6 separate regions of the Mus musculus genome follow, and all the other regions are linked to region 1. The links are chromatin contacts, called in public Hi-C and HiChIP or PLAC-seq maps. All regions are on one chromosome and are shown on one strand. Each heading gives the region's core, a stretch centred on a gene start, on an enhancer-like site or on the middle of the called end of the contact. The rest is flanking DNA. Distances are from core to core; before and after follow the strand shown.

What was found. A called contact is a pair of places that touch in the nucleus more often than the background predicts. HiChIP or PLAC-seq counts read pairs in DNA pulled down with a chosen protein or histone mark.
Region 2: a contact with region 1 is called in a Hi-C map of cerebral cortex, with 3 times the contacts expected there. The contact joins two enhancer-like sites. A contact is called at or near these places in 2 of 39 promoter capture datasets (cranial neural crest and frontonasal cranial neural crest), 1 of 484 Hi-C or Micro-C datasets (cerebral cortex) and 1 of 9 other capture datasets (embryonic stem cells).
Region 3: a contact with region 1 is called in an H3K27ac HiChIP or PLAC-seq map of SST interneurons, with 8 times the contacts expected there. The contact joins two enhancer-like sites. A contact is called at or near these places in 3 of 39 promoter capture datasets (cranial neural crest, embryonic stem cells and hippocampal neurons), 4 of 484 Hi-C or Micro-C datasets (embryonic fibroblasts, embryonic stem cells and palatal mesenchyme), 4 of 115 datasets of contacts at active chromatin or transcription factors (SST interneurons, embryonic stem cells and neural progenitor cells) and 1 of 9 other capture datasets (embryonic stem cells).
Region 4: a Hi-C map of cortical neurons shows a contact between it and region 1, with 2.4 times the contacts expected there. The contact joins two enhancer-like sites. A contact is called at or near these places in 1 of 15 datasets of contacts at CTCF or cohesin (embryonic stem cells), 3 of 484 Hi-C or Micro-C datasets (cerebral cortex, cortical neurons and embryonic retina) and 3 of 115 datasets of contacts at active chromatin or transcription factors (SST interneurons, embryonic stem cells and neural progenitor cells).
Region 5: a contact with region 1 is called in a Hi-C map of cortical neurons. The contact joins two enhancer-like sites. A contact is called at or near these places in 6 of 484 Hi-C or Micro-C datasets (cerebellum, cerebral cortex, cortical neurons and 2 more), 3 of 115 datasets of contacts at active chromatin or transcription factors (embryonic stem cells and neural progenitor cells) and 1 of 9 other capture datasets (embryonic stem cells).
Region 6: a contact with region 1 is called in an H3K27ac HiChIP or PLAC-seq map of neural progenitor cells, with 11 times the contacts expected there. The contact joins two enhancer-like sites. A contact is called at or near these places in 1 of 39 promoter capture datasets (stem cell-derived epiblast-like cells), 1 of 15 datasets of contacts at CTCF or cohesin (stem cell-derived epiblast-like cells), 14 of 484 Hi-C or Micro-C datasets (cortical neurons, embryonic stem cells, forebrain and 2 more), 3 of 115 datasets of contacts at active chromatin or transcription factors (embryonic stem cells and neural progenitor cells) and 1 of 9 other capture datasets (embryonic stem cells).

Annotation. Positions count from the first base shown.
Region 1 is chr16:9,007,546-9,011,201 of GRCm38.p6, reverse strand. It overlaps a transcript of Gm30444 not described here. Among named protein-coding and RNA genes, the nearest start is that of Gm30444, 12 kb to the right of the region's middle. Within about 2 kb of position 1,586, at least 24 of the 459 cell types and tissues checked have an H3K27ac peak or open chromatin away from gene starts, as enhancers often do. A contact at or near this core is called in SST interneurons, cerebral cortex, cortical neurons and 1 more, where this site is marked.
Region 2 is chr16:9,901,655-9,905,310 of GRCm38.p6, reverse strand. All of the region lies in intron 3 of Grin2a (glutamate receptor, ionotropic, NMDA2A (epsilon 1)), which reads left to right. Among named protein-coding and RNA genes, the nearest start is that of Grin2a, 92 kb to the left of the region's middle. Within about 2 kb of position 2,035, at least 17 of the 459 cell types and tissues checked have an H3K27ac peak or open chromatin away from gene starts, as enhancers often do. A contact at or near this core is called in cerebral cortex, where this site is marked.
Region 3 is chr16:9,839,722-9,843,377 of GRCm38.p6, reverse strand. All of the region lies in intron 3 of Grin2a (glutamate receptor, ionotropic, NMDA2A (epsilon 1)), which reads left to right. Among named protein-coding and RNA genes, the nearest start is that of Grin2a, 150 kb to the left of the region's middle. Within about 2 kb of position 1,672, at least 7 of the 459 cell types and tissues checked have an H3K27ac peak or open chromatin away from gene starts, as enhancers often do. A contact at or near this core is called in SST interneurons, where this site is marked.
Region 4 is chr16:9,669,467-9,673,122 of GRCm38.p6, reverse strand. Grin2a (glutamate receptor, ionotropic, NMDA2A (epsilon 1)) reads left to right here. Exons shown (of 14, transcript NM_008170.4): 6 at 3,213-3,418. Among named protein-coding and RNA genes, the nearest start is that of Grin2a, 320 kb to the left of the region's middle. Within about 2 kb of position 1,647, at least 29 of the 459 cell types and tissues checked have an H3K27ac peak or open chromatin away from gene starts, as enhancers often do. A contact at or near this core is called in SST interneurons and cortical neurons, where this site is marked.
Region 5 is chr16:9,622,746-9,626,401 of GRCm38.p6, reverse strand. All of the region lies in intron 11 of Grin2a (glutamate receptor, ionotropic, NMDA2A (epsilon 1)), which reads left to right. Among named protein-coding and RNA genes, the nearest start is that of Gm41418, 340 kb to the right of the region's middle. Within about 2 kb of position 1,836, at least 11 of the 459 cell types and tissues checked have an H3K27ac peak or open chromatin away from gene starts, as enhancers often do. A contact at or near this core is called in cerebral cortex and cortical neurons, where this site is marked.
Region 6 is chr16:9,531,871-9,535,526 of GRCm38.p6, reverse strand. No RefSeq gene overlaps it. Among named protein-coding and RNA genes, the nearest start is that of Gm41418, 250 kb to the right of the region's middle. Within about 2 kb of position 1,861, at least 12 of the 459 cell types and tissues checked have an H3K27ac peak or open chromatin away from gene starts, as enhancers often do. A contact at or near this core is called in cortical neurons and neural progenitor cells, where this site is marked.

The DNA of each region.
Region 1 (3,656 bases), core at 337-2,836:
CAGTGCAGTGCATCAGCCTGATACACCTGTGTACACTATAGTGCACCTGGCTGACACACCTGTGCACACTGCAGTGTATCTGGCTGACACACCTGTATACAGTGCAGTGCATCAGCCAGACACACCTGTGCTCAGGCAGAGAAAGCTGGAGACGCTTGAGGAAAATGAGAGAGATGGTTGTAATGGAGGACTAGCCTGAGGAATAAAGCCATTTCGCAGAACTTGAGGTAAATTCCTGATCACTGGGGCCAGAAGAAGCTTCGCTGTGGAGCAACTCAAGTGTGTGCTTTGAGATCTCTCGAGAGCCTATCCAGGAGGTTCTGCCTCGGGTGGTGGCCAGACAGGGACTAGAATTTACATTTCTTAAAGGAAAACTCCTGGTGTCCACAGTGTTGGCCCACCCTGTCCACCTTCCTCTGTGGTCCCCAAACTAAGATAATAAATATCCATAATCCAAAAATCCAAAATCCAAAACTGAGCAAATTAGACCACGAGTGGGAAATTCCACATGTGACCTTGCATGACAGCTGCAGTCAAAACACAGGTGCATGGAAAAGTTTATAAAACTGACCTCTGGCTATGCATAAAAGATACATACAGAACATACCTGAATGCAGGGTTCAGACTCAGGGCCCTTTCCCAAGACACCCCACTGTATCTGTGCATGTATTCCAACATCCTAGTCCAAAGCACTTCTAGTCCCAAGCATTTTAGATGAGAAAACGTGATGTGTGTTTGTTGAGCATCTACTATACACTGGACCAGAGAGAAACTGAACTGTAATAGACAATAGACAATAGAGGCTGGGGAGATGCCTCAGTGGATGAAACACCGGCTGTGTGAGCCCTCAAGCTTGGTTAAGTAAGTTCTCAGCTGAGTTAGGAGCCCCAGCCTCCCGGAGAAGAAAGTAAATCGCCCCAGCACTACAGGGCTCCCTGGCTAACCAGTGTAGCCACAGATGAGCTCTAGATTCAATGGGAGACCCTGTCTCAAAATAATAAAAAGGAGAAGCAATTGAGGATAACAACCCAATGTCATCTCTGGCCTCCCATACTCTGCAGGCCCAGGCAAGTGCATTTAACAAATGCATGTGCCTCACACATACTTGTAGAAACAGCAGTGAGTCCTCTTTGTTCTGAAAACAGTCCCTTCATATCCTGCTCAGGGTCTAGGTTATAATGCCTCAGTGGCCTTGAGACACCGCAGCCACACTGCCTGCACCCAGAAAAGGAGACAGCTGGCTTTTACTCCAAATGCGTACCTTCTCCCTCTAGACTCTGACGCCTCTGCTTGGAATGTTCAAAAAGAAGCCAGGTTGGCATGGTGAAACCTGCTGGGTTAGGTGATTCAGGGTGTCTGGTGTTTGCAGCCAGGATGCCCAAGACCTCTTTGGGTCCCAATCCCCTAAAAGAAGTACTCTTCGGTGGAGCTCCTGTAATGCAAATGCATGCCCCAAAATAAAAGCAAGACAATGAAGTGGCGAATTCCAAGGCAGGTTAATGTTCTCACTCACAGGGTTCTCGGTCATTGGGGTCCTGGAGTGTGCTCCCGCGCCTCATGTCGCGATGCTACCACCTAGTGGCGATGCGCAAATCAGCTGCGGAAGCCTGGGCGTATGAACTGCCAGATCTTAGGGTAGGCTGCATCCTGTTAACACCAGCCTGGGCGGTGGCTGTTTTTAGCTGGGTCTCTCCTTCTGTGCCACTTTCATCATGGAAACTGGCTCTCTAGGCCCAAAAAAAGCTGCGGCGTGCTCTGCAAAAGCTGTTTGAGGGCCAATTTTAGCTGCATTTCTTGAAATTTGGACTCGGAGGAGGAAGGAGGGATGTGCGGTTCCCAGGAAGTTCTGCATCTTCCTTCCGGGGAAGGAGGTGAGATCATCCACCCTTTGGCTTTCAGCTTCTACAAAAAGAAAAGAACTTTGGGATTTTTTTTTTTTCTGAGGCAGCAGCCGCTGTGTGTTCTGAGAGCTTTACCATGTTCTCTTAGAATCTTTTCTACTTGGGCCGTCACACTGCTACCTCACAAGAAGGCTTAGAATTATGGATATAAGGAAATCAAGACTTGGAAAAGTGACTTGGCTAGCGTCAAAAGGCCGGCAACTCAGAGCTGTGATATCACCTCCAGTCTGTGCTCTGAACCTACAACCCAAAGCACCCATTGCGAGTTGAAAAGTCCAGGACTAGGGAGGCAGAGCAGTTGGTAGACTGTGCTGGGCTTGCACTAGGCCGGGTTCTCACAATAACTGGGTGGACGGCACACAGCCTGCCATCCCAGCATGCTGAAAAGGAAGCAGAGGCAGGAAGATCAGAGAAAGGGGAAAAAATAAAAACAGAGATGGGCGTCCAGGCATCACATGTACCCTGCTGCCAGCTCACTGGCCACCGCAGACAAGTCGATCTCTCTGGGTCTGTAAAATGGGTGTATGAACCCCAGAGCCTACATCACAAAGTTGTGAGCATTCAAGGAGAATTATGAAGGCCCCTGACTTAGTAGCTCCATGTCTTCGCTTGAGGATCATCTTAGACTTCCACACTCTCCTACTCATTCCAGAAGACAGACTCTGGACACACACACACACACCCGACAAGGCCCAATATGTCCTGTGATTGTTGTTTGCTATGAGCCGAGGACTAGACCTTGTTGTCTGCACAGGTGCTCCGCACTGCCTGAGCCTACTTTCCTGGAGCTGTTTTCCAGGGAACAGCATTTCACAGACCTGAGAAGTGACTCTCTGGAGCTGTGTCTGTATCTCATCTCCTGTCACACCAGGGAGACAGTATATTAAACACTCCCGAAGGTAGATGCTTAACACCACAGCGTGCCCAGTGCCCTTCACAACACCTGGCACACTATAGGTCTATGCTAATGTAGGAGCAGATGACCACCTACTATATGTCAGACCTTTATGCTAATTGTTAGAAGTGCCAAACATTGGGCAAGATACAGAACACAATTAGGATTTGAAAAGTAGCCAGGCAGAATTGATGGAGTAGGTGACTTTGAGAGAGTAAGTATGGGGTTAGGGAGATGACCATGAAGTCACAAAAGGACCCCAACACACATTGGGGCTTATCCAAGTGGAGGGCTATCAAACAACCCTTCTGTCATAAAGTTTGAGTCTAAGATGTCTCCCACAGGTTCATGTGTTGCTTGTGCTGTTTTGGAGGGTCATGAAGCCTTTAGGAGGTGGAGCCTGCTGGAGTTAGTGTGTCACACAGGGAAGGCCTTAAGGTTTGCTAGCCCAGTCCTGTTTTCTGACTCCATCCCATGTGACAAACACTGCACATTCCTCTGCCCCACCTCACCCATTGTCTTAGTCAGGGTTTCTATTCCTGCACAAACATCATGACCAAGAAGCGAGTTGGGGAGGAAAGGGTTTATTCAGCTTATAATTCCATACTGCTGTTCATCACCAAGGAAGTCAGGACTGGAACTCAAGCAGGTCAAGAAGCAGGAGCTGATGCAGAGGCCATGGAGGGATGTTATTTACTGGCTTGCTTCCCCTGGCTTGCTCAGCCTGCTCTCTTATAGAACCAAGACTACCAGCCCAGCGATGGTCCCGCCCACAAGGAGCCTTTCCCCCTTGATCACTAATTGAGAAAATACCCCACAGCTGGATCTCGTGGAGGCATTTCCTCAACTGAAGCTCCTTT
Region 2 (3,656 bases), core at 786-3,285, 890 kb before region 1:
GTATTGGGTAGCCACACAAGGAATTTCAGACAGAGAAGTGCCCTGTGATCCAAATGGTTGTATGCAAGTGAACAGCTTAGTGCTTAATGCAGTGCTGTCTCTCCATGTTTACTGCCACCTCCCGGAGCCAGGGTTGGAATAACTCACATAAGGTGTTGTGTCTTGCACATCTGTCTGAGATTTGCATGCCCGGCCAGGCTCCAGCTCCTGAAAATGCCAAATGGTGGGAGTTTCTTCTTGGCTGAAGTTTTTGTTGTTGGTTATTTTATTTTATTTTATTTTTTGGTTTGAGACTTGAATGTTTCTTTAGAAAACAGGTCCCCCTCCCATTTCTGGCTAAGAGCAACCTGCCCCAATCCCTCCCCGACAAGAGGGCCCTCCTTCTTCTGCTCTTAGAGGAAGCTCGTTTAATCACTGTGATCAAGTCGGCTCAGGCTGCCCATGGCGGCCTTTAATTTTTAAAATGCCTATGGCAGGAGAAAGAAATGGGTGAGGTAGGTTTGCAGGCTTTCCTACTTTCTTATCACTAACGGAGGCCACAGGAGAACACAGAGTGCCTGGTCGCTGTCTTGGTACTGCTGATGTCATCTCCAGCTGAACCTCTTTAGAAATAATTGGTACTTCACTGGTGTATCAGACATCCATGGCTGTGTGACAGGTGACACCCACTTAGCGGCTGGCTGACACCCGTTTATCATTTCTATGTAACTCATGGGCTACCATTCTGTTGCCTGTTTTTCAGACAGAGTCTGAAATGAAGATGGTGTGGTACTGCGTGTCTGGGACCCCAACAGTGAGATGCTGGGCGGGAGAAAGATGAGTTTGAGGCCAAGGTGGGCTGCACAGTAAGACTTTGTCTTCCCACTCTGGTCTAGACCTGTGACTACTCTGTGCATTAGGATGTGTGACTTCCCTAAAGCCCGAGGGTCTGAGGACCTGCTTGTCTTAATTAGTTGCACAGAGTGACTCAGATACCACAAGCACTTGCTTTAGGACAGGTGTCCTTATGAATGAAGTAGGTATTGAAGAGATGTGGCTGAGCCCAATCCAATCCAGATACATTTCTTCTCAAAAAAAAAAAAAACATAAAACAAACAAACAAACAAAAAAAAACCTCTCTACTAGAAGCTTGGTCTGCACCAAGATATACTTACAGCTGCCCCAAGCTGTCTTCAAGAATGCACAGCTTCAGGGTCTCCGTGGGTCACAAACTTTCCTTTTTGTAAATGTTTTAATTCTTCTTCTAATCAGAACGACTTTAGAGAATTAATCTCCAGCGCTCCTTCCTGCCACTTCTAGACACTCCATACTTTTTCATAAACAAAGTGACAGTTTGATTGAATGTGGTTTTTTATTAGCTACTTTCACCTGAGGCATCTTTCTGCGCATGTGTAGGAATCAGAGCTTACGAATGTGCATGGAAACAGTGATTGGGATGAGCAAGCAGGGAGGGAAGTAGAATTCACGAGGCCATCCAGAGCATCAGCTGTCCTTCTGTCCCAGCTGCCTCTGACCCTTGCCAGTAATCTGGATGGCTCATATCTGGATGCAGGTGCCTTCCTCAGAACTCGGGACAAAGACTATGAAATCATAGAAACTGCCCATGTTAAATGGGGCAGATTGTCATCATTTAAGAACATGGCCAACATAAGAAAGCAAGGGGTTTGTCACCCTTAGCCCACATCTTTAGGAGCCATGGTGGGTTCTATCAGGTGAAGATGGGACAGAACACAGGTCACAGAGAGAAACTAATGGGCTGCTTTAGCCTAGAGAGGGGAGCTGTGGCTGAGAACTGCTCCACAGGGCCGGAGAAGGCCTGGGGATTTGGTATAAGAGAACAGTGTAGCTGACCTTGCTTCATCTCCTTCAAGGTGGACTTTTAGTTAGTGACAGGGTTCTGGGCACCATCCTGCTGTAATGGGAAGATTTGGGGACAGAGACACTGATTTAAGAAGCACTGGGGCAGAGCTCCGATCCTCTTTTTGTTCTGAGGTGTACAGATCCACTCCTTTTCACAGAGAAATCAAGCCTTCAACCCGGGCATGACTCATTCTCCTGTGGCAGGTGAGGGCTCGGCTTCCAAGAATAGCCTAGCCTGAGGGATCCAAGCCTGGAATCCCTTCCAACTTTCTGGGCTCTGAAGTTTGGCACCCACAGAGGACTCTGCTTAGGTAACGGGGTGCAGATGGCTAGGCGTTTGCAGAAAACAGTAGCTAATAACTATTTCTCTTCCATCTTTTATTCTGCAAAAAAAATGGTAAAGCCTGCCTAGGCCCCTTGCTTCCAGAGGAAACCTACTCACAAGGAGGTATATATACTTCAGTGGCTGAAAGATAAGGCAGTGAGCAAGCCCACACATTCATTTATTTGCTTATTCATAAATATTTGGCTGAAGGCTTGTAAGTGAGAACCATAACAGGAGACTCTACAGGGGACTCAGATCTCCCTGCACTGGGCTGAATCCAGGCAACTAGGTAATTGGAAGGAGGTTCACAAATAAGAGATGGCTTTGTGTAACATTTGCTGTAGATCATGCATTTATTCAATAATCTATTTGTTAAATTATATTATTTTATTTTATACATATGGTTGTTGGGCCTGTACATATATCTGTGCATCACATGCATGCTGGGGTTGGGGTTGGGGGCCAGTGGAAGGCATCAGATGCCCCCAAACTGGCATTGTAGACAGTTGTGAGCCACCTGGTCTAGGTGCTGGGAACCAAACTTGGGTCCTCTGGAAGAGCAGCAAGTACTCTCAATCAAACAGTTAAAATGATGTGCCGACTTCAGTAACTTCACACTGCATGTTGAGTTCCGCTCCATGGTCATCCCTGTGGACTGGTTGAGATGAAGCAGCTCACACGGTGATGTGCTTAGGCTCTGGCCAGTCAGGCACAGAGTCAGGGTTCTCTGACAAGAACTCAATCACAAATCATAAAGCTCATGTTTGGGCCTTGCAAGTTCAAGGTCACAGATGCAGTATGTGGTGAGGGCTGTTTCTTGGTTCATAGGTAAGTGTCACTTTCTAATGTCCTCACATGAGAGATGAGGTAGGGCTCTCCTAGGCCTCTTTGATAAGGACAGAAGTTCTACAGATAAGAACTTAGTTACCTTGGAAAGTTCCTGACTCTCTGGACAGCACCTGAAAGTGTAAGATACTAATGTATACATGCCAAAGGTATCCAATTGGTGAGACCACAGCACCTCTGCATAGGCATGGTCTTATCCTCCAGGACTCAGCTTGAAGGCTAGCACCCTAGCAGGTCTCCACTGGGCACCTAATTTAGTGTATTCTCTTCCTGTCTAGCTCATCAACGCATTACACTGAGACATCACTGCATTCACTAACCCCTTATCTTCAAGTTCCACTTGAATTTGGGCTACTGAAGTCCTGAGTCTTGTGTCTCTTCTTTATAAGGTGTGTGTGTGTGTGTGTGTGTGTGTTCGTTCATGTATGCAAGTGCTAGTATGTGTGTAGGTGCATATGAATGTATGTGTTCAGAGGCCCATGGGCAGCATCAGATGTCAGTCCTCAAGTGCTGTCCACTTTAGATTTTCAGGCAGGGTTCCTCCCTGGTCTAGAGCTCTCTAGGTATATTAGGCTGGCTGAGCAGCATGGCCCAGGGACCTGCCTATTCCCACCCCCATAGCACT
Region 3 (3,656 bases), core at 423-2,922, 830 kb before region 1:
AACTGGAGCACCAGGAGCAGCTTGCGGTCCTTTGTTGATGATGCACACCATGTTTAGCCTACAGAGTTCATTTGGAATCCGAAGCCTCAATATGTGGTGGTTGTTCATTGCTCATAGACAGAGCCCTTTTCTTCCAGGCATGAGAATGCTGTTGGCCACCCTAGTTTGAAGATGCACATTTCGGGAAGTGTAAGGGGGCATCCTGGCTTGTCTAAACATAAAAACATAAATGTTCTGTCATCTAGCTATACTGATCATATATGGCGAGAAAGAGGTGTGTGTGTGTGTGTGTGTGTGTGTGTGTGTGTGTGTTGGTGTGTGTGTGTGTGTGTAAAAATGGAGCCACAGTATGTATTTATCCATCTGATCATATGTTGTATAATCATGGATCCTGCTCAAGATGTCAACCACTGGGGACAGATAAGAGATAAGAGAGGGGACAAATATATGGTGTGTGTGTGTGTGTGTGTGTGTGTGTGTGTGTGTGTGTGTAGGATTCTGCATCATCCTCTCCTTGACAGGATTTATCTAGGAGTCCAGCCTGATGACTATCGCACACTACAGATGATTAGATTTTAATGGCTTAACTCCGAGGTTGACAGTGAGAACCCCAGAGTATATGGTGGAAAAAGTGTAGAGCACCTGGGTAAAAACCAGGACAGCTCTGTATCGTGTCCCATCATTGGGCAGGGGACTGCACGCAGCTGTGGCTACTGCAGGGAGGACCCCAGTTTCAGCAGGGGGCAGCAATGATATTAATGCTGACAGCAATTATAGTAAATTAACACTGCCTATGGAGCCCTCAAGGGGGCAAGCCCTGGCTCCAGGGACAAGCCCTGGCTCCATGCTTTCTATGTACTTAATCGTATCTCCTCTTTACAACATCATAGGCCACTTCATGACGACTTACCCTCATTTTGCATTACTCATTTCACGATTTAATTAATTCACTTTGCATTACATGGTTACTGAGCAGCCAAGCACACATTTGATCTCCTGACTTCAGAGCCTGTGTTCCTCCTTGGTGGTTCAGAAACTCAATTTAGAAAACTCTAGTTTTACATTTATTGCATGCACAAAGACTCCCATACCTTATATCAAAATTATAATATGCAAAGATTCAATGTTATGTTTCTTCATCATTTGTACTATCATTGTTTGGTACCACTGGTGTTTGAACTTCTTAAGAATCAAAGGAAGGGTGGAGATGTGGATTCACAGTCTCTAGATGGAAGACACTGAGCCCGTGGAATATCAGTGGATGGGGAAGAGTATGCAGCTGTGGAGAAGCAGAGCTGGAATCTGGTGACCAAAGTTCTTGAATGGCAGTAATAGGACAGATGTCTGTGTTGAAACCCTTTATTGTCAGGTAACAAGAAAATCAACACTGAGAGAAACCTCTTGTGTTTGGATGTTGCATTTGATACTAGGCTGCCATCTGTTTCTAAATAGTTACTCTTCAAATTTGTGTTTATCTGCTGTGGACAGCCACACACATATCCATGGACACACAACCTCTCTCTGCTGGCTGGTTTGTCTTGACATCTGTGGCCTCTAACCCTTCATGCACCCCAGCACCCCAAAGAGCTTGCTGACTCAGTTGCTCGAGACTGGGGCCCTGCAGCCTCTGCTTTTAAAAGACATCTGTGTGATGTGGTGGTAAAGACTTGTGGAGGCGGGCTGTGACTATTTCCATACAGCATTTCAGCTGGAACAGTGCTATCTTGAAGAGAGGGCGACTGGTCCCAGTTCTTGCTGTTTCTTACAGCCAGGAAGCTCTATTGGAGGCTGGATTGTTGATAGAGCAGGATCCAGTGCTTGAAACAACTCAAGTCACAGCCCCCCCCATCTGCCTCCCCTTCCCTCCTCTATTCTTTCTCCCTCTTTCTCAACCATTGCCCTCCCACCCTTCTCTTCCTTCCTCTCCTAGTCTCCCTCTTTGTCTTCCCCCTCTTCCTTTCTGCTTTTTCCTTCCTCTCTCTTAGAGTAAGGATCCTACTATGTAGCCCTGGCTGGCTTGCAGAATTCTGTAGCACAGGCTGGCTTTCCTATTTCCTTACGCTCTATACTAGCCAGGATTTTCAGCCTGTACCAGCAAGACTTGCTAACATTGTGAATTGCTACCCCCCCTTTCCTCCTCAATCACCCGAGAAGAGGTTTCTTTACCTATGTAGCCTATGTTGGCCTCATATTTGTGGCAATCCTCCTGGCTGTGCTTTCAAAGTTCTGGAATTATAGATGTAAACCACAATGTCTGGCTGAGGTTGTGAAATTGTTATTGCTACTTAGTTAATGAGCGCTTTATCACAAGGTGTAGTTCCCATTGTGTGTTCATGCATGGATGTGTGTGTACATGAGTGCATGTGTGCCTGTGTCTGTCTATCTTCCTGCCTGCCTAACTACTGTCTTTATACATTTCTAGTAGATGCTATGGTATTATTGGCTATAGTCAATGGTCTGCTCAGGATCAAGATCTGAATATATTCTTCTTATAGTAGAAAGCTTGTAACCATAGACTATATCTTCTCTTTGTTCTCCTATGCAAACCACTCTGGGAGAAAGATGAGGTAAATTCAGGACAAGAAATTTCTGGCTTTGGTAGTTCCAAGTTCCATCCAGGCTGGGCTCAAAAAGCCGCAGCTATGTTCTCAGAAGGAATAAGTTGCCACTAGCACTGGGCTAGAAGGCTGGGCTGGTTCAATTATTTTGAGAACTGTTTTCTTGCCTTGGGTGGGGGTTGTTTATGTGCAAATGTTGCTGCTGATTGCAAGTATGTTGGGTGTTTGTACTGGAGCTGATTTCATCTGTTGGAAGTGCCCAAGAACTGTGCATGTCCTGTGCACAGCCTTCGTTTCAGTGTCTGCTGTTGATGCCCCAATCAGTGATGCGTGTTTTGCATTCAATCTTTAGGATCTAATGACAATCATGGAACAATAACTATAAAGTAGTCATAACAAGAGCTCTCATAGGTCAAAAAATGGTCTTGTGCCAAGTAAACAGTATTTATTTAGGTGGATGGGAGGGTCTGAGACAAAGTCTCACATCATTTCTCAGACTGGCCTGGAACTCATAGCAATCCTCCTGCCTCCACCTCTCATGTGCTGGTGTGAGTGACCACATTTTGCTACTGAACATTTTGCTACCTGCACCTGCTCACCTTTTCTTCCCTTGCTGCATAGAAAAGTAGCATGGATATATTTTTGTGAACAGTGAAGTGTCCTCTCATTTTTTGGTGTGTGTGTGTGTGTGTGTGTGTGTGTGTGTGTGTGTGTGTGTGTGTGTATGTGTGTGTGTATAGGGGTAAGGTTCTCACACTGTAGCCCACAGTGACCTGGAATTTTGACAGTACCCTAAAACCTGTAGCTTGTCTTCTGCCTCCACTGGGGTTATAAGTGCTAGCCACCTTGCCTAATGGGCACAATTCCTTTTTTACTTATGGGTTTCATCAAAGACAAAGAAATCCAGACACTTGCTCATGGTTACAAGTTTACTCAGGGATTGGGGGCTTTCTCAGCAATTTCTCCTACCTTGAATTTAATGGGGTCCTCACCTCATTTACCCTTAATGAAAAAACCAAGTCTTTGTTTAGCCTGGGTATGCTTTCCCTGATAGTTCTTCCTCTGTGCCTACCCACACCACCCCCTCTGTTCTGCTCT
Region 4 (3,656 bases), core at 398-2,897, 660 kb before region 1:
ATAAAAACAAATGCTTTCACAAACAAAACCAAAACAAGCTTACAGTGCCTGGGAACATCCAACTCTGACCTTTGGCCTCTACTTGCAAGCATATTTACTTGTATTTGCAACCCTTCCCCAACACACACACACACACACACACACACACACACACAAGCACACATAAGCACATACATACATGCACATACAAGTGTACACACACAAGAACATGCACACACAAACACACTTGCACATACACACTTATACATACCACACCACAGATGTAAACACACATATGCACACAAAAGCACAATCTGTACATGTACACATGAACATGCATGTGCACACACAAACACACAAGAACACACATGCATTCATGAATGCACACACTCACATATATACAACACACATGCACAAACATGCACAAACACAAATATAAAGGATGCCTTCATTTTATGGTTCTGATCTTTCCATTATCTAGCTCAGCAGTCATTCTCTCACAGCTTGTTCCAAAGGTCATGACAGCTGTATGCTAATAGGCTGAGCACAATCTCCATGGATGCCTCTCATTGGCTTAGCTCAGATCCATATTCATATTATGTGTATTGGGAGTTAGGAAGCTGTGTCTGGAAGTCAGGATGGGAATTGATGCTATCATTTGGCTGTCGAGGATGAATGAATAGAAGCACCCAGAGAGAATGTGGTGAGACAGCAAGTTTGTGTCTCATAGAGCTACGAGCAATAGTTAGTTTTACTGGGTGAGATGGGATAGTTGCACAGCCTCTGTGTTGAACTATGAAGTTGGCACTATAATGTATATCATGAAGGATATGGGTCTAGAGAGGGCACACAGACTAAGTGACGGTGTTCCCCAGCTATGCAGATGTACCAATAATATGGAATGCCAGAGTGGAGACAGGCACAGGGTGAACTGTCTGTGGGGACAGCAAGGATGGCTTTTCAAATGAGGTGATGTTGGAGCTCTGTTGTACATGCTAACCACAGAATGAGCATCTGCTGTAGATGTTCATGCTTTTATGCTCCATGGATGCATTGTCTACATTTTTGTCTCATTTAGACCTCACTGCAGTCTTCAATGAGATTTCTGGTTGTTCTCTGAACTTCTGCAAACAAAAAAAGTGAAGCCCAGAGAGGTTAAGTTACTTTCCCAAAGTTACTCAGCTTAAAAGGTAAAGCTGGCAAGAACACACAAAAGGCCTTAACTGTCAGAGCTTTTGTCCTATCCACTCAACCACCTAGCCTCTCTTGAAGGTCCAGACCAAAGGAAAGGAATGGAAATGCACATTAAAAATGTGTTTATGTATGCACGTATGCATGTGTATGCATATGTGGGGTGTGTGTGTGTGTGTGTGTGCGTGCGTGAAAGAGAGAAAGAGAGAGAGAGAGAGAGAGAGAGAGAGAGAGAAAGAGAGAGAGCTAGAGGTAAAACTCAGGCCTTGGGCATTGTTTCTCAGGATGCTAGGATGCTGACTATTTGTTTGGGAGGAGAGGTGAACGTGGGGTTTTTGTTTTTTATTTTGTCTTCAAGAGCATCTCATGGTGGCTTGGAATTCACTGATTAGATTGGCTGGCCAGGAGGACCCAGGGACATGCCCCTTTCTCAGCAGCAGTGGAATTACATGGTGCCACCATGCCCTACTTTGTCACATGAATTCTTGGGACTGAGCTCATGTCCCCATGCTTGTGTTACAAGCACTCACCAGCTGTGCCATCTCTCCCACAGCAAGATTTTGCAATCTATTTATATAATTGGTATTATTATTTTGATCACTGTCCCTCAACTCACTGATAGCACCACAAAGGCAGGAACCATTCTGTTTGATTCATCATTACCCTTAAGCTAATACCAGCACATAGTAGGTATTCAATAAATCAATGCTGAATGAAGAAAGAATTCCACGGACTCTGCATTTTCCTAGCTTATATCAAACATCGGGGCTAGATGAGCATGTTTGCTTCACCAAATTAGTCTGCCAACCTCTGTGTCTAAAAAAGAACGCTATCACCAAAGCTAGACAATTTTGTAATTAGCCACATGGGATGTTTCTTTACAGCCAGCAAAAATTTTCCAGTGCAAATGATGAGGTAATCTCAGAGAGCAGAAATTCTTCTTCTCTTCCTCACCCTTATCACCTTCTGGTGCTCAGTGTGTCTGGATTCATTTCTGGTGACACTCACGTCACTGGAGGAGAGGTGAGCGGGTCACATCAACACAGACAAGCCTGTGCTCCTCACTTAGCTGGCTCCAGTGAGGTATTTTCCTTGAGGTTGCTACCACAAATAAAGCTCTGACCTGTGGTGTAGGCAGCTGCTCAGGAGGAGGAAGGAGAGAGCAAGGCGTGGGGGCAGCTTCCTCCCGGCGAGTATGTGAACAGTGCCAATAAACTGTCAAATAAAATTAAAGTTCAAAACACACAGCCTTCAATTTGATTTCACCGAGATGCTGGCTGCTGCTCAAAGGGAGTACAATCGATTCTATTTTGACAGGTCTTGATGCGTGCTAAGCAGTAATAGTCTCCGCTCTGTGGATTAATGAAAGTTCACCTTCATTTGCAACTTAAATGGGACCATATCAGGGCTTGAGATGGTGCTTCTAATTCCATCACTGGCTCTGGCCCCTTCGGTTTTCTCCCTGCTCAGTCCTGCATTTTGCTCATCCATTTCTTGTTACTCTTTTCTTCCATTCCTTTTCCCAGCACGGTTTGCTGCCTCCGTCTTTCTTTCCCCTTCTCTGTGATTGAAGTAGAAGCCCAAGGTCCTTCTTATATGCCCGGTACTTGCTCTGCTATGTATGCTCTGCCTGATTCTCCGAACATCATAGGAAGCTAGGTGGAATTGCATCATGGGACAGACGAGGAAGCAGATGCTCCTGTGATGAAGGGCTTGCACGACTGCAAAGGGAGAGATGCTTATTCAGACCTACAGCTCTGTGACCATCACAGTCCATGCTGTTTCCATGACACCCATGGACTGACCTTTGCCAGAGCATTGAGTCTTTCTGGGGAGCCTCCAGAAGTACACGTTAGTCATCACTATCAGATATGCACATACCATTCACCTCTAGAAGGATCTGGTGGGGGGGTGGATATCTATCCAACATCCAGGTCCTCACCATTTGTTACCTCCCCTGTCTCCTGTGAGAAAGACCTTCCTTTGCCTTTCTATAAGCCAGTGATGTATGCACCCAGTGTGTCTTTGTGTTTGTGATGCAGGTGGGCAAGTGGGAGAATCAGACTCTGAGCCTGCGGCATGCTGTGTGGCCAAGGTATAAGTCCTTTTCTGACTGTGAGCCAGATGACAACCACCTCAGCATTGTCACCTTGGAGGAAGCCCCCTTCGTCATCGTAGAAGACATAGACCCACTGACTGAGACCTGCGTCAGGAACACGGTACCCTGTCGGAAGTTTGTCAAGATCAAGTGAGTTTCAGGGATGCTCCTGGCTACATGTGTTCACTCCTACCTAAAAGCTCATGCAACAGTGTCTATAATCCAGTCACAGTCTCATACATATCCATTGCCATGGTCGCATAGTAAATCTGAACACTTACATGCCTGGAGATGTGTCATGTATGCATTTGTTTAATTCCAGTGTCCATATGGACAGGGTATGTTTTTGTCATGGGAAACTAATACTAATTATAGGCATATTAAGAAA
Region 5 (3,656 bases), core at 587-3,086, 610 kb before region 1:
GCCCTGAGTGAATGGAATACATATTCTTACTCAGTCCTCAACACTCTTTAAGCTAGGTACCATTTTATTCACTTCCAAAGATGAAGAACATGAAGATCAGCAAGATGAACAGATGGCACAACAAGCTATTTAGCAAAATCACTGTATGGTAGAACTTCCAAGCATAGGGCTCAGTTTTGCCCCCCACTTGGCAATGCTGGCTAGAGAGTTAGATGGATAGGAATAGTGTTCAAGGCAGGATTAGAAAGTGGAGTTGTATGGTCCTATATAATATGCACATCTTATGTAACATACTGTGAGATGACCTTAGAGTTGATACAACACAGTATCCTTATTTTTTCTCTCAAAAGAAACTGGCCCAGCAATGCAGAAACAGCAGAGAGAAAGGTAGATGTGGGGTAAGTCAGGATGGTTGCTATGCCAAGCAAGTTCTTTCAAGGATACCATCTGAGTGGGGCTTATTTGCTATATTTTATCAGTCAGACAGAATCAAGCATGCATGGTTCATTTTCAGCTGCTGAGTTCGAAAGCGGGCGTAGACATCAGCGCTCAGCGAGCTGTTCTAAATGGGATCGCATCATCTCGAGAGAAAAGCAGATCGACAATGACCTGGTTTCTGAGATCCACCCCCACGCTGCAAATACAGCTCAAAAATAATTGCTACCACATCATACGGTTAGGGTTTTTTTTTTCCCCTTAATAAAAACTCAAGAAAGCAGAGACATCTTTCTTCTTTTTGTCCTTGGAATGACTTCCTGTTAAACTCCATCAAAAAGAATATTAAAAAATTTTCAAGGTCCTCCATAAAAAAAAGTGTTTAAAAATAGGAAAACTGGAGGAGGGGGAGACATTGAATGAAGTGTATTCACGGTTCTGTAAACGCAGAGATGGAGACTGAGGGACGAGAAGAGGAAGAAAGGTGATGAAATGGAATTACATCCATGAGGAGACAGGTCAGTCAGTTCAGAGCTTGCCCTGTAAGCACAAGAACCTGAGCTCATCTCCAGAACTCACATAGAAAGCTGAATGTAGCCATGTGCACTGGGGAGGTCGAGATAGGAGAGTCCTTGGGCTCACTGGCTGGGCAGCCTAGCTAACCGTCCCAAGTCCGATGAGCCCTAGACCAGAGGAGGTGGGTGAAGTTTCTGAGGCTGTCCTCTGGCTTCATGTATATCTGCATGCGCATGTACGTACACACACACACACACACACACACACACACACACACACACACACACACACACGTGAATTAGATACATCCAGAAGCTTGCTGACAACCTTCTTGCAAGGCATTCTGCTGAGCTTGTCGTTTTGTCTCATCTCTCAGGCTCTGTACCATTAACATCTAAGTCAAACTTTTGCCTGTGGACAATGTGTGTCTCACAACTAGTAATGGTTGGCTTTACGCTTGGACTATGACTTGAAAATTCATAGTTCAATTTGTGATTCTCCTTCAGCAATTATGAGAGTGTGTGATGTGGATCTCGGTTTCCTGGCTTTCCCTGAAGCCTTTAATGCTGTTTCACATCCGAATGTACTTAACTCAAATTGTTTTACCCATTTGAAGCTCATTTTATTACATTTTGAATTGTTTTGGGAACTAAGTGAGGTATTTCTTACCGATGGGTAACATTTATTGGGCATTGACCTTGCATAGGTCCTGTTTGGGTATGGGGAGGGCTTGGTCAGCACAATTTTATTTACACCCTGTGTTAGGGCTATGTGACCATGACATTGCCATCTTCTATTCTGAAATAGAAGACACAGGCAGAGAGTGATGGAGCACAGTATCTAGAATAAGTCCTACTCCAGAGCCAAATGCTTTGAGTCACAACTTAAATACAGTAACAACGGTGGCCATCTCTTTGACAACGCACAGCCTGGCTGGCTCTAATTGCCCATTGTTATATAAAGCTGGTACAAAGTTTGTAGAGGTTTTCATTTCAACACATCTCTTCCCTTGTTTGAAATTTTCATTGCTATTTTTAAAAGAATAGCTCTCCTTCCATTGAGATGGAAAAGACAAATGAAGCCCCCAGATGAAACTAGATTCCTTAACTGTAGAACTATTCACAGATGGTTTCTCTTGAGAAACACAAAGAATTAAGAACTCCCTGGAAGATTCTGTATTCTTATTTTTAATCATGTGTGTGCATGAGTGCATTCTTCCTAGGAGCCCTGCCCACTGTGTTTTTTGAGACAGGATCGCTCACCAGCTTAGAACTCACAAAGTCAGGTAGACTGTCTGTCTGCCCATCTCTGACTCTTCAGAACTGAGATTATAATGGCCCTGGGTTCTGAGGATGGACTCAGGTCCTCTTGCTTACAAATCATACATTTTACTGACTGGGCCATTGTCCAAGCCCAGATTCTGTATTCTTCGGGTGTGTCTCCTGTCACTATTTGCTAAGCCCACATGGAAACTTCAAATCTATGGTTGTTTCTTTACTGCTGGATATGCGACCTCTCCATTTTGAAGAAGGGATCGAGGCTTGGAACTAAGTAAGCAGCAGCAAGCCCAAAGATCTGCAAGAAGCAGAGCCAGTATTCAGAGTCTGACCCATGGTCCCTCTTTTTTGCCTGCGAAGGGGATGATTTTGAGACAGGTCAGACTTGCCTGTTACAAGGTGCAGGATTAGGAGCAGAGCATCGAAGTTCTTGACCGTCTGTGTCTTAGTAACAGATTCTTTTTCTCCCAACAGCTAAATTGCAAACAGGCCTCTACTTGTCAGATACTTGAAATGGTCACAGTGCCAAGTGTCAACCTTGTGTGGTCTTTTCCCAACATCTCTTCTCATCAGCCTTTGGGAAAAGGAGCCTTTCATTAGCGGGGTTACCTCAGGCCATAAAATCATCTAGTGCACATTGTGCGATGAAGGGAGCCCTTGGTCCAACTTCAAATCCAGAAATGCCCCACCATCTTCCTCCTGTAGAGAACTTCAGGTGGGTGTTGGGCATTGTGACACATACCTGTGATCTAAACACTGGCTTATCACTTGAGAGGCAGACACAGGAGGATCATGACTTTGCAGCTATTCTTGGCTACACACTGAGACCCTATCTCAAAATAAGCACTTTTTCTTTTACAGAATTCCGGCTTTCCAGATAGAAAAGCATTTTCTTTGTTCTGGGGACCAAAAGTCCAAAGTCAAGGTGCCAGTGGGGACATACATGTTCCTGCCAAGTTCACAAGTGGAGACTATTTCTCACCTCTTCCAGCCTCTGATCCTGGTGTCTCCAGGTTCCATTGGCTTGTAACTTCCTCTCTCTTATGTGTTGTCCTGTCCACATGGCCTTCTCTCCCTAGGTATCTTTTCTTCTTATAACGATGAGGCCATTTAGCTTGAGGGCCATTATATACTTGATATTTTTTATGTAAAGATCCTCAGCTAATAACACCTTCAAAGACCTGGTTTATCACCTCTTGATACTGTTCATCCAATGAAAGTCACCAAAACCACAGTGGGATTTCAGCACTACCTCCTGGCAGGTTTCTAATGTCAGCCCATGCGGGGATACCCTTGGGCATCCTGGAACATGTACCATGTCCATGAGCCATGGTTCCCAGGCTCCGTCTGCAGATTCCCTGGAGAGAATGAGGTTGTATTTCACAGGGAGGCACAATGCATGTGAGTCTAGTGTTAAAGCTTGTTAGA
Region 6 (3,656 bases), core at 612-3,111, 520 kb before region 1:
GTAATGTGATATAAACCATGACATCACTGGGGTGGAGGAGGAGACTCTTCAAAGAAGCTGCCCATGAGTAACGCAAAAGGTTCAAGGATACAGATTTTGGGATCTTCATCCATGCTGGAATGGGCTCTTTGGTGATGCAGCTGTGTGAGTCACTCGGGCTCCTGAAAGTACCTCAGTAAGTTCACTGTGTCACTACGCTGGACTTGCATGGAATCATTTCTTTGGTCTTTTGCTGCCCTTCATCTGGATGAACTCACTGAGTCAGCTGACTTGCTTTGCAATATTCACGGGAAGCCAATAGATCTGTGGACATCGGTTTTAAATTTGTGGAAACTAAAGCTCAAGGAAACAGTGGTTCATCTAAGGCCCCTGGGTTAGTGGCACATTTCAGGTTTCAAATCCAGGCAGTCTGACCCCAGGGTTTGAGTTAGAGCCAGTTTTACAGATGTCCCACCGAATAGAAGCCATATCATCCAAATAGAATCCAGTATCATCATGACTGGATTCATCTGACCTACATGCTTAGTGTGTGCCAGACATTGTAAGATATAATTATTTATCTAAACCATAGGCAAAATTACATTTTATCTATAGGAAGCCTGAGGCTCAGAGCCTAAGTATGCTTTTAAGCCACTCAAGAGCCTGTTATTCACACTTAAGTCTTGAGGAGCAAAAAACTCCACTAACCAGAACTTCTTCCAAGTAGAGCTGATCTGATAATTCAATCAATCAATCAATCAATCAATCAATCAATTCTGAGAATGCTTTCCTGAGATATCTGTGTGTTACATGAATGAGTAGCAGAATTGAGGCTGCAAGATGGTTCTGAATGTTGACACAAATATTTATTTATTACATCCACACTAAGGTTGGGAAGACAGCTGGAAGGACACATTCATGTGCAACACGTGCACGACAAAGCAGAAGTCAACCTGCCCCACAGAGCCAGGCACGGAAGGCCACTGCTATACATAGGGTGAATGATATTACTTTTAGGTGGCCAGGGTGCTATTGAGGCACCAGGAAAGGCCTCACTCGGGCTTGATGGTGACATGGGATTGCTAAGTGCCTTATCTGTTGTGCCCTTAGAACCTTAAGTTAGAATTATGACTTTAGGCTGAAAGTTTCCTGTAGCTAGCCGTGTGGCTAGGGTTCACAGTGAGCTTGTTTGCTTCCAAGCAAAGGGGATGGGCACTACAGAGGAGTCCTGGAGCCCAGTCTGCTCCCTGGGGTTTCTTCCTTCCTGGTGATGCTAGCTGGCAGCTTTTCCATCGCTTTGAAGGAGGCTTTGCTAGGGAAGCAATTATTGTCTGTATGGAAGCCTGTAGGTGAAGAGACAGCAAAGACTCCCGAGGGAATGCTGAGATGTGAATGAGCGCAGGGTCTTCAAGACAGGAACTAATTTGAAAAGCATGCAGATTAAATTTGTGCCAGAGCTTGCCTGACAGGTTGGGGTTAGAGTGTGGCTGTGCCCCTTTATAATCTGTGCTGCCCAGGGAAAGATTTATTCTGGAAAGGAAAACAAAACAAAACAGGCCTTTAAGTCCTCCTCTGAAACTCTTAGCACGCTTTCTCTCCCAGGACGCAGATCTCCTGGCTCCCCAGCCCACTCCCCATGGCTGTGAAAAGCTGCGGGTAGAAATCTGCCCCTATTCCTGAGACAGCTCTGTTGCCCCATCTGCCTTCCTACGTCACCCGTGTCAGATGTTGTGACCTTGGTACATTGCCCTCCAGTGCTGAGACAATAGACAAGAAAAACAGAAGTGTATAGACTATGGGATCTCTCTGAGTTTGGGGGATGAACAGTGTCTATCAGGGAGTGACCTTGCTTGAAGTGGCATCATGGTTATTAACCAGTCTCCTTGGAGTCCAAACCCTCTCGTCACCATGGCAACCTAGTAACAAAGAGGATCAGAAGCAAGCACTCCTTGGATATTCTGAAAGTTTGGCACCTACTGCTATTTTCAGTGCTCTGCTTTGAAGATGCCTTGTTTTATATCCATGGGCCTAAGCAACTACCTGAAGAATGAGAGGAAAAAAAAAAGAAGAGAATGTCATGCCTATCTTCAAACAATTAGTAGTCAGTAGTATAAATGCCCCAACGAATGAAAATCAATTATGCAAGTAGATGACCATGCACTTCATTATCCTCCAGATGATGTCAACTCTCTGACTATGACAGAAAGCCGGTTACACTGAGTGTAAGGATATTGTCAGAGAAAATAGTATTTGGATTCCCCCATCCCAACCCTGCTTAGCTATTATTGAACCTTCTTGTAATTAATGCAATGCCCAACTAATGCTGGCTTATTAATATTCTTTAGCACATGGCACCTCTGGGAACTTTAAGTTCAATGTTGCCATGAGGCTTTGAAATACCCAGGGCTGAGAGGGCTCCTTTCAGGAATAATGAGCTTTTTGAGCCCAGCCTGCTTGCCTGTTTTCTGTATCCTTCACGATGGATCTGTCAGCTGCCCATCTCCCACCTGTTCCCAACCAGCTCTGCATCTTCTTTTAGTTGTGCACACAACATGAGCTCATTTGTCTCCACTGCAGGCTTCAGAGGCTTGGGCTGGCTTTGATGATTGCTGGCGATGTTATGTTTGCATGCTCTGTTGTAGTCTGACATTCCTGTCGCTGGCTCCACCTTCATTCCTCGATGTGGATTTAGACAGCCAGTGTGTCTGAAAAATAACCACTGGTGTCCCAATGACACGACACATATTTTCAGTAAAAGGGAAGAAACTCTCTTCATTTCATAATTGTCTAAGATATGGGAAGTTGGCAACTGGCCCAAGAAAAGAATGACCTTCTGAACATATGACTCAGGACTCTTAGATATCTGGTCAGGAAGCAGCAAGATGCTATGCAATCGACCAGGGTTCATAGTGCATGTAGACCATTAGACCAACAGTAACCTTAATTGGTTAATAGCTCAACATGAAGGCTTGTGGGGTTGATACAGATGTATGAATGTGAAATTCATCTCACGTAAGACACTTGAAGACTATAGTGGAGCTCAGTCAGCAGACGGCTTGTCTACCATGCATGCTGCTTTGGGCCCAACCCCAAGCACTTTATCAACTGGCTCTAAACTGGAGGCCATGGCTATAATCTTAGCACTCACGAGCAGGAGGCATGATGTCATCCTATTTGACATAGCAGGTTCAGTACTAGCCTAGGCTACATGAAATGATCATGTGTCAAAAATTAAGTAAGCAGTCGAGAGAACACAACATCTTAGTCTTCTTCCTCAGAGGCAACTGATATTTCCACGGATCCTGCTGACATTCCCTGCCTGCAGGAGCCAAGTACAGATACCCAGCAGAGAACGAGTCCCAAGGACTCACAATGAACACTATTCACACAATAGGCAGCTCAGCATAAGTCCATGACTGACCAGTTCAAGGTCCAGCAAGACTGAGATAGTCATTGTGAATTTAGGAAGCTTGTATAGATGCTAGGTTTGCCTTGTTCTTGTATACTGGCTGTTGCAGATCTCATGTGGGATGTGCTCAGCTAAAATCACAGCTTCCAACCCTTGTCTCCCTCCCTTCTCTCCTGTTCCTCATCTTACAAACTCCTGCTCCATTTGTCTCTGTGGCTGGCTGACTAGACCCCACTCAGCCTCGCTCTGCCTATGCCTCCAGTCTGGC